Regions from separate parts of the Mus musculus genome. Here regions 1 and 2 are each linked to region 3. A link is a contact called in public promoter capture Hi-C data. All regions are on one chromosome and are shown on one strand. The core of a region is the stretch at or near the end of the contact, and the rest is flanking DNA. Distances in the headings are between cores, read along the strand shown.

Region 1 (2,893 bases), core at 153-2,652, 1.1 Mb after region 3:
GGCTAGAATATGGCTCAGTGTTACAGTTACAGCATAGTGTTATTTAGCATATATAAGGTCCTAAGTACCATTCCCATAAATGGGGGAAAAAAAATCTGAGCACACACCCTTTTATACTAAGCATTACACTTGTCTAAGTCATCTGTGATAAAGCTTAAAGTTAGCACAGTTCATACAAATGTAAATGTATTTTATTTTTCGTTTGTTTAGAACGAAACAAAACAGGGTTGCTCTGTGTAAATGTCCTAGCTATCTTGGAATTCATTATGTAGACCAGGCTGGCCTTGAACTTAGAGATCCACCTGCCTCTGCTCCCCAAGTGCTGGAATTAGAGGTGTGTCACCACTGCCTGGTATAAATGTCAATTTTTATGATTAAAAGCAAGTCAAAAACTATCAGCAATTATATATCTTTGAGGTCAAAAGAATAATATTTAAAATGTGCTATGGTTGTGCCTAGTTCAACAATTTTATCTTGCTTTCTTTCTGCCTCTGATCCTTGTGATCTTGGAGTTTTCTTCCTTTTCCTTTCCTCCCTAAATACTGTCTGTCCAGTCTTTGAAGGCCTACTAAAGACAAGTGAGGCCTTAAGGTGAATTCTATCTCTCCACTATGCATATATTAAACACTTAGAAATGGATTTTTCTTCAGTTGTATGTAAACAGAAATTTATACTTAAGCCCTTTAAAATGTTTATTATAGTCCCTCTTTTGTTATGGCTGTCTGTTACATTAAACTTCTCCAGGGCTGAAATATTGTCATCTTTTAATTTTTATATTCTCCATAGCAACTAGCACAATATCTTTAACGTTTTAACTGCTCAAATAAATATATACTCATTAAACAGCACCAGAAATACACACCAAGAGTCTTACAAACAATTCTTCATACAAGCGTATATTTCAAATATAATTTTCAGGGGAAGTAAGAAGAGTGAAGGAACAGAACACAGAACAATGCCTTAGGGTGCCAATTCCATTTGGCATTATTTCCAAACCCAATCCAAGAAACTTTAACACCCCGGGGAGAATGGGGGCAATTTTCTTTGAGGAATTCATCATTTCCCTGTGGCCACTTATTAGTTAAAATACCCTACTTGAAAACATGATGAGCAACAACAAATAAGTAAAAACCACCCTTTCTCTCTAAAGTAAAATACTGACCAGCTCTGTTGGATGTTAAGAAGTGTTATATTTGCTCACCTGACGTTGCTCCTGAGCTGCAGTGGGACGTAGGCTGCAGTTCGCGCTCTCGTTTTGGAGGGCACCTGTTTCCCGTACCCTAGGCGGGTTCCAGTAGGTGAAAAACTTCTCAGCCACACAGAGAGTACAAACTTCCTGATCCTTCGTTGCAGAGAGGGAATAACACATCAGCTTCCTCAGGATCACTAGGCAACCTACCTTGGTGTTTCTTCATTGGGCCAATCAGAAACCCCCAAGTTTGACTCTAGCCAATCGGAGCTTACGAGGGGAGGTCCTCCGGGCTATTGTGTTGCGATCCAGACAAACATCACCAAAAGGAGGCAGGTTTGGGTTCAACCTGACAGCTGGTCTGTCCAATGAAGGAACCTCGGTGGCTGCGAGGAAAAGGCTGCATCCCACCCCGATGAAATTACCCAATCAAAGTATTCTGTGAGATAGCACAGTGCTGCCAATCACGAAAGGATTCTGTTGGCCAATTTCAGTGTAGCAGGTGTTTTTCTGTAGCTGTCTGTATTGGCACTGCTGGTTAAGAAATGTTGGCATCCAAGCAATAAGGCTAAGAGTAAACTCTGAGCTTAACTTTGCCTCTAGAAAAACGTAATCTGACTCGGTTTGTGCTGTTTATACTGAACAGCATGGGTACTATTACACACATAACAGCTCTAGAGGGATGTTATCCCACTTTGATAATCCTGTAGCTACTGTACAGTTTGGAATATGGCTGCTAAAATTACAAGACGGAAACAGATCAAGTTTTTAGGTCTTCCTTTTCTGAAGCAAAGGAAGCAAATAGCTTGGGTGGGGCTAGGTTCCAGGTCTCTCAGCAAAACAATTGTTCACACTACCACTCAAAAGTTCTAAAATGTGTCCACCTCGCGAAAGATATACTTACTTAAATTCTCTCAAAATTAATAGCTGAACACTTTCTGTTAATTAAATAACTAGAAGCCCTGAAAGACCCTGCACACTGAGCATCTTAGTCATGGTATTAAGATGCCGGTCTTTTTTTTATTGGCCATTGCTTTTATCATTTTTGCTCTAAATACATATTTAAAAGTTGTTAATAGGGCTGGTGAGATGGCTCAGCGGTTAAGAGTGCCGACTGCTCTTCCAAAGGTCATGAGTTCAAATCCCAGCAACCACATGGTGGCTCATAACCATCTGTAATGAAATCTGATGCCCTCTTCTGGTGTGTCTGAAGACAGCTACAGTGTACTTACATATAATAAATAAATAAATATTAAAAAAAAAAAGTTGTTAATAACACACTATATCAAAATAGCAAACATTGTTTTAATAGCACCAAGTAAATGGTACAGTTTTAACATAAGTAAAAAGTGTATCCTTACAGAATTTTAAAGTCAGAATAAACACTTCAAAAATGGTTTTAGAGGGCCTTAAAACTTAACACATTTAAAAAAAAAGCTTTCTTTAAAATAGAAGGCAGGTTGTATTCAGTGGATATGAGCAGAATCAATGACATTTGTATTTTTGTTTAGTCAAAAGTTCCCTTGGATTTATCTCAGGTAAACACAATATAATAGCTAAAACTTTTATTAGTTTAATAACTATGAACTACAAAATAATTTTCAGAGGTACAGAAGGCACACCTTCAAATAATACAGCATATTAGTTTAAATGTTGAGAACTGCAAATTTGCATAAGAAAAATAATTTTTAGGTATGTTCCTTT
Region 2 (2,896 bases), core at 374-2,873, 1.2 Mb before region 3:
ACGAAGGTTCTGGTCTAGAGCCAAACTGATACTGATTTTAAAAACAATAGCTTACTTAATAAAATACTGATTACTGAAACTGGCAATTCTCAACCAGGCCTGATTTTGTCCCTAAAGGAACTTTTGCTACTGCCGTCTGGAAGTAGAGGCCAAGGATAGACGCCCTACAAGGCACAGGACAGTCTCTCCCAACAAAGTATCAACCAGCTCCAAATGGGAACAGTCCCTGATAAAAACAGACCAACCCCCAAAGCAAAGCAAAGCACCATACCAGCACCAGCACCACCAACAACCCTGGGCACATTCCATTACCCTACTTGTTAGCAGTGTGACTTTAAGCCTAAGAGCCCCTGTGAAGGGCAATAAGAGCACACACTCTGACATGGGTGGTATGAGGAGGGCCAGAGAAATAGCACCCCTAGCACTCTCAGGACAGTGCTGTTCTATATGAGGCTGTGTGTGACGTTCTGTCTACTATCATGATGGTAAAACAAGAGTCTGAGACCGATGCTTCTGCAGACATTGAAGGTTCAGAAAGGCTTATTATTTAAAATCAAAATTAATAAAGGGAAATGATAAATCACAACCAGAAAAACAAAACAAAACACTTCTGTGGAGAACTTCTCATCAATGAAACAAACCAATATTGGCAGACCAATATCAAATAAATACCAAGTTTAAAATTAAGAAAGAATCCATGAATTTTTTTCAGAAAAATTTCAAAGCAGAGAGTAGGGGCCCACTGATATTGAGTAGCATTTCAGACCCACTTTGGTCCCTCTCCTCCATTAGACTTCAGTGCAACTGATCAGATTCTGCCCATCTCTACCCCACTGATACCCCTCACGGGGAAAATATTTTTCAAAGGAAGTGTTCTCTAAGACTCCCAGCCCCCAATCTCCTTTGTCCGGATCATATTCTTGGGCTCATCTGAATAATATACTTTATGAGAGCAGGAGAAAATCAGGCATAGCCGTGAAAGTAGGCACTTTACTGAACCTTGACAACTTTGTAAGTGGCAATATTACCTCATCCTCTATCAAAATATGTCATCGAGCTAGGTCAAGGATCAAGAGCTACAGGAAAGCGAGGTGAAGAAACCAAGGGTTGGTCTTCCCCAGATATATTAGTCAGCAGCCTTAACAGCAGCCCAAAAGAAAAGTCCTAAATTCTAAGAAGGTCCCTAAAAAGTCATCACAAACTGGGTGATCAAATTAAACCTGGATAAGCTTTCTCCGGGGCTTCTGTGTAGAGAGGAACAGTTACCACCATAACTCTAACTCCTTCCACAAGGATTTCTTCTCACAGGTAGTCTTTTCACGAGCAAACGGTAAAAGAGCTCTCGAGAAGAGGGGGAAGGAGTCTGTGAGGTCGCTAGGGTCTCACTAGCCGGGAGCAGGGCGAGCTCGGGGCTCCGGCAGCAGCTTACCTGCTCGTCCTCCTGCATCGAGGCGGCCAGCGGAAGGCCGTCCGCCACACGGGCGATCATCGTCAGCAGCACCATCTTCCCTGGCTACGGAGACCAGGCCGCCTCAGTCACTGTCCCTTCTTCTCCGGCGGCGGCCAGTTACACCTCCGGCTGAGGTCCCCAACAGCTAGCCGCTGGCGTCTCCGCTTCCCGCTGAGGTGGCCGGAAACGACTTCAGAGCTTTCCACTACCGGTCCTTTCAATTGGCTTCCCACCGAGAACCACAACCACCGGGAACTTTAGTTCCGCAGTCATTCCTCCGACCAAGTCCCGCCCACATTTGTGAATTTTTGTTTCCACTAAGTGGTGTCTCTGCAAGAGGAGTGGCGCTCAAGCTTAGTAGGGCTTGAAAGGTGACTGAGAGCGAACTTTTTAGACGAATGGAGTATGAAGCAACTGTAAAGCTATGTATTTTCAGATTTTTTTTACAGAGCATTTTATGTATAATATTTTATAATCTGTGTATGTCTCAGCAGAGATTCGTTTCTTGAGGGTTTTTCTGGCCTGGGTGTTTATACTGTCACAAAGTTCTTAAACAGTTTGTGGTAAGAGATTGGCAAATAGGAGCTGGAGAGACCGCCCCAGGGATCAAGAACTCTGGCTGTTCTTTCAGAGGACCGGAGTTCAACTCAGCACCCGCATGCTGGTTTACAACCATCAGTAACTCCAGTTCCAGGGGAATCTGACACCTTCTTCTGGCCTCTCCAACCTTTCCATGCACGTGCTGCACAGGCAGGAGCGGAAGTAAGCCACCCCCACACATGAAACTTTTAAAAAGAGATCAGCAATATTTAGTATTATATATATTTATTCATATATATATGTATATATATGCATATATTAATAAATGAAGAAGTACAGGGGGATCACATACATCATTAGCCTCCCCAAATCTAGGTTCTTGGCTGCCTCTATCATGGTATAGAAAGGGGAATCTTACCAGGCTTTCCAGTAATTTGGTTTTCACTTGCTTTTGAAGCAACCTCTAGATAATCACCGTTAAGGAAGAGTTCTCATCTCTCTCTTCTTTGGTGTCCTCATCAATGAGATAGGGATATTCTTGGCCTCAAGAGGGTTTTTGTAAATATTAAATGAGAAGAACGTGGAGGTACAGGGGTTTTGTAAACTTAGAAAAGGAAGGAAGGAAGGAAGGGAGGGAGGGAGGGAGGGAGAGAGAGAGAGAGAGAGAGAGAGAGAGAGAGAGAGAGAGAGAAAGAAAGGAAGAAAGAAAGAAAGGAATTATACAAATATACTTATTACATTAGTAATAACTATTCTTTGCTAAATACTTAGTGTCTTATGATTATCTGAACATTTAACTAAACAACTCTGTGAAATTTGTTAGCTGAAGGCTCTCACTTTATACTTGGGGAAGACTGCAAAGATTTTTCCAAGCAGGTCATGTAGTTAGAAGTGATGTAAACAGGC
Region 3 (2,904 bases), core at 264-2,763:
GCAAGTTCCAGGACAGCCAGGACAACATGGTGAGACTTTGGTGCAAAAAGCAAACAAAAAACAGAAAGACACCATGTATTCAAGATACTGTGATTATAAAATAAATTATGACATAGCCACTCGTTTTAAGAAATGTCGCCACCGAACAAGAAAAAGGCTTATTATAATTGGGGGCGCTGGCACTGGCTAGCATGCTGCAGAAACCTTTTCTTAAAGCATAGCCCTACCTCTCTATTGGCTGACAGCCTGGCAGAGCCAATTTTATATCAGAGAAAGCAGTCCCAACATTCTGTTCTTTTTTTGTTTTCCTGGGCAGAAAAAAAAAAAAAATGGAGGGGGTGGGCTAGGAAAGTGGAGCTAAAGACACTGGCAACGTGATATCCAAAATAAGTTGAGACAGTACGTCCTACCTTCTTCCCAAAGCCATTTCCTTCGATAGCAACAGGGAGCGCAGTCTGCAAGTCATTGGTACACTGCTATTTTCACTTTCACAAGAACCCAAAAACCACTGAAGAACAAAATCTCCCTCTTCCCTGTTACCTTCCAAACCTCCTCTTTCTGTACTTCAACAAAACCTACTAAGAAGTCCTCAGCAATATGCTATTTCGGCTCACTGAGGATGCAGAAGGGGGGAGGATCTGGTTGAGAAGTGGGAAGAAAAATAAAGAGTAGGTGAGCCGCAAAAACGGAAAGAGTACAGGGGATAGGTCATCGCGAAAAGACAAGGAAGGGGACTGAGAGCAAATTGGACGCAGATTTGCCCGAGAATTCACCGAGGAGACAAAAAAAGATGGGGGTGGTATTAAAGAGCGGAAGCGAAATGAGGGGCTGATTGGAGACGCCGCGGAAATGAGGGATAGGCAGGACCCTGGCCCTGATGCCCAGGGTTTGCGACCAGTGCCCGGAGACAGCGGGCAGCAGGTACCGAGAACACCGGTGTCAAGGGAATCACGGGTGTGCGGGCAGCCTAAGACCCGGTTTCCAGCCCTAGGAGCCAAGGACCTACGCGGCGCCGGAGCGCGGGACACACGGGGCTCTTACCGGTAGTTTGGGATTGACCTCGCCCTTACAAAAGTGGCAGAAGAAACGGTGTGCGGCGACAGCGGAGCCCGCGTCCGCCCCCGCCGCCGAGGCCTCCGCCATGTTTCGCCTCCGCCGAGGATGTCCGAAAGGGCGGCCGGCGGTCCCTCCCCAGGCCGCTACCTCCCGTGCTGCGGTCGCCACCGCCGTCGCCGCCTCCTCTGGGCGGCCCGCCGCTCCGAGGCCCGCAAGGGTCACGTGAGTCCGCCCGGCCCCGAGAGGCCCGCCCGCCAGCGGCCACGCGACCCGAGGCCCGCCTCCCGGCACCAAAGGCAGAGGAGAGCCCGCCCGCCGGCACCTCAGACAGCCCCTGGCCGGTCCTCCAGCCTCCCAACGAGAGGAGAGAAAGAGCGTCCCCGGAAACCACCGACACTGTCGGCTAGAGCGGCCCGTGCTCTGACCCTTCCGCGTCCGCCTGGATGGTGCTCTACTTCTAAGAAGGGGCGATGGGAAGCTCATGAGCTGAGGCTGCTGGCCTCGGGAGGACAACATTTGGAGCTTCTAAATTAGCCCCGACCCTGAGGTTAGTGAAAACGCTGCCGGAATGAGGAGGCCCTGACTCAGGGCCAAGAAACAAAGTCCGGAACAGAAACTTGCATGAAGGGAGAGGAGCCAGGAAATGCATTCAAGGATGGCAACTGGTCTAAGGATGTTTCTCCAAAGACGTGTGTGTGGCTAAGTGAAATAGTCTTCTCTGCGACACTGTGGCAAGAGGGACAAAAATTTAGGTTCGAGAGAGTTGGAGCTTGTGATAGGGAGGTAATTTCAAAATCAACTACACCCATTCCTGCTTGTGTCTCATGATGTAAAAATTTAATATGGTTCTCAATGGAACATAACTTCATCTCCTAATTGAAATACCCTAAGAAGCTCTTTTTTTACTTTATCTATCTAAGTCGTGGTTTATGGCTTGGGAATAAGTTGTACCCCACTGGGTCATGAGCCTTAGGTCTTTGTATCTGTGACAGAAAGTTATTCGCACTTTCCCTCCCCCTTTGCTTTTAAAGGTCTCACTCTGGACCAGATTTGCTTGGTATTTATTATGTAGCCCAGGCTGGCCTTCAGTTTATGACAGTCTTCTAGCTTTAGTGCTGGAAATACAGATGTTAGCCACCATACCGAGATGAATCCAGTCTTTAAAGATTATTGGAACCACAAACCACATATATTCCCATTAAAATAAATGGCATATATAGGGGAGGATGGCTTGCCTTTTTTTTTTTTTTTTTTTTAATTTTAATAGGATCTCATGTAGCCAACCTGGTTTTGAACTCAATATGTAACCATGAGCTCCTGACCCTCATACTTCCACCTCCTAAGTGCTGAAATTGTAGGCTTGCACCACCATACCTGGCTTTAGAAAACAAATTTGATGTCTAGTTTTCTAGTTCTTTGTTTTGGTGGGTGGTGGGTGTATTACCCACCAGAGTCTTGCTGTATAACACAGGCTGGCTTTGAACTCACTTTGTGCCCAGGTTGACCTGGAACTATTGATTCTTTGACTTTGGTCTCCTGTGTGCAAGAATTACAGGCAGTGTACACCATCATATCTGACCATTGCAATTACTAAATGACAACACATTAGGAATATTTTATGGTAGTTATATTGTATGAAGTCATTTTAAATGTTGGCATAGTATACTCTCTTAAGGTTATACTATAATTTATTGATAGATGCTAGATTATTTATGTCAATGCCAGTATTGTGAAGAGAACTCATGGCATGGTTTTTACTACATCCTTGGAACAAAGGATCTCAACTTATAAATATTAAGGCAAATATATGCCTTAATATATAGAGGGTTTGATTTATATTGTCAAGTT

What was found. Promoter capture Hi-C pulls out the DNA fragments that hold promoters and counts their contacts.
Region 1: a promoter capture Hi-C map of pre-B cells shows a contact between it and region 3. The contact joins the promoter of Golph3l here to the promoter of Polr3c in region 3.
Region 2: a promoter capture Hi-C map of liver shows a contact between it and region 3, with 2.1 times the contacts expected there. The contact joins the promoter of Sec22b here to the promoter of Polr3c in region 3. A contact is called at or near these places in 5 of 39 promoter capture datasets (3T3-L1-derived adipocytes, hematopoietic stem and progenitor cells, hippocampal neurons and 2 more).

The regions. Positions count from the first base shown.
Region 1 is chr3:95,587,443-95,590,335 of GRCm38.p6, reverse strand. It overlaps Golph3l (golgi phosphoprotein 3-like), which reads right to left and starts at 1,402. Exons shown (of 5, transcript NM_146133.3): 1 at 1,202-1,402. The coding sequence starts at 1,369. It overlaps Hormad1 (HORMA domain containing 1), which reads right to left. Exons shown (of 15, transcript NM_001289532.1): 15 at 2,476-2,893. The coding sequence ends at 2,878. It overlaps Gm40097 (a long non-coding RNA gene), which reads left to right and starts at 1,519. Exons shown (of 3, transcript XR_867468.2): 1 at 1,519-1,691.
Region 2 is chr3:97,899,954-97,902,849 of GRCm38.p6, reverse strand. It overlaps Sec22b (SEC22 homolog B, vesicle trafficking protein), which reads right to left and starts at 1,623. Exons shown (of 5, transcript NM_011342.4): 1 at 1,430-1,623. The coding sequence starts at 1,504.
Region 3 is chr3:96,726,048-96,728,951 of GRCm38.p6, reverse strand. Polr3c (polymerase (RNA) III (DNA directed) polypeptide C) reads left to right here and starts at 1,513. Exons shown (of 15, transcript NM_028925.1): 1 at 1,513-1,603. It overlaps Rnf115 (ring finger protein 115), which reads right to left and starts at 1,341. Exons shown (of 9, transcript NM_026406.3): 1 at 1,042-1,341. The coding sequence starts at 1,143.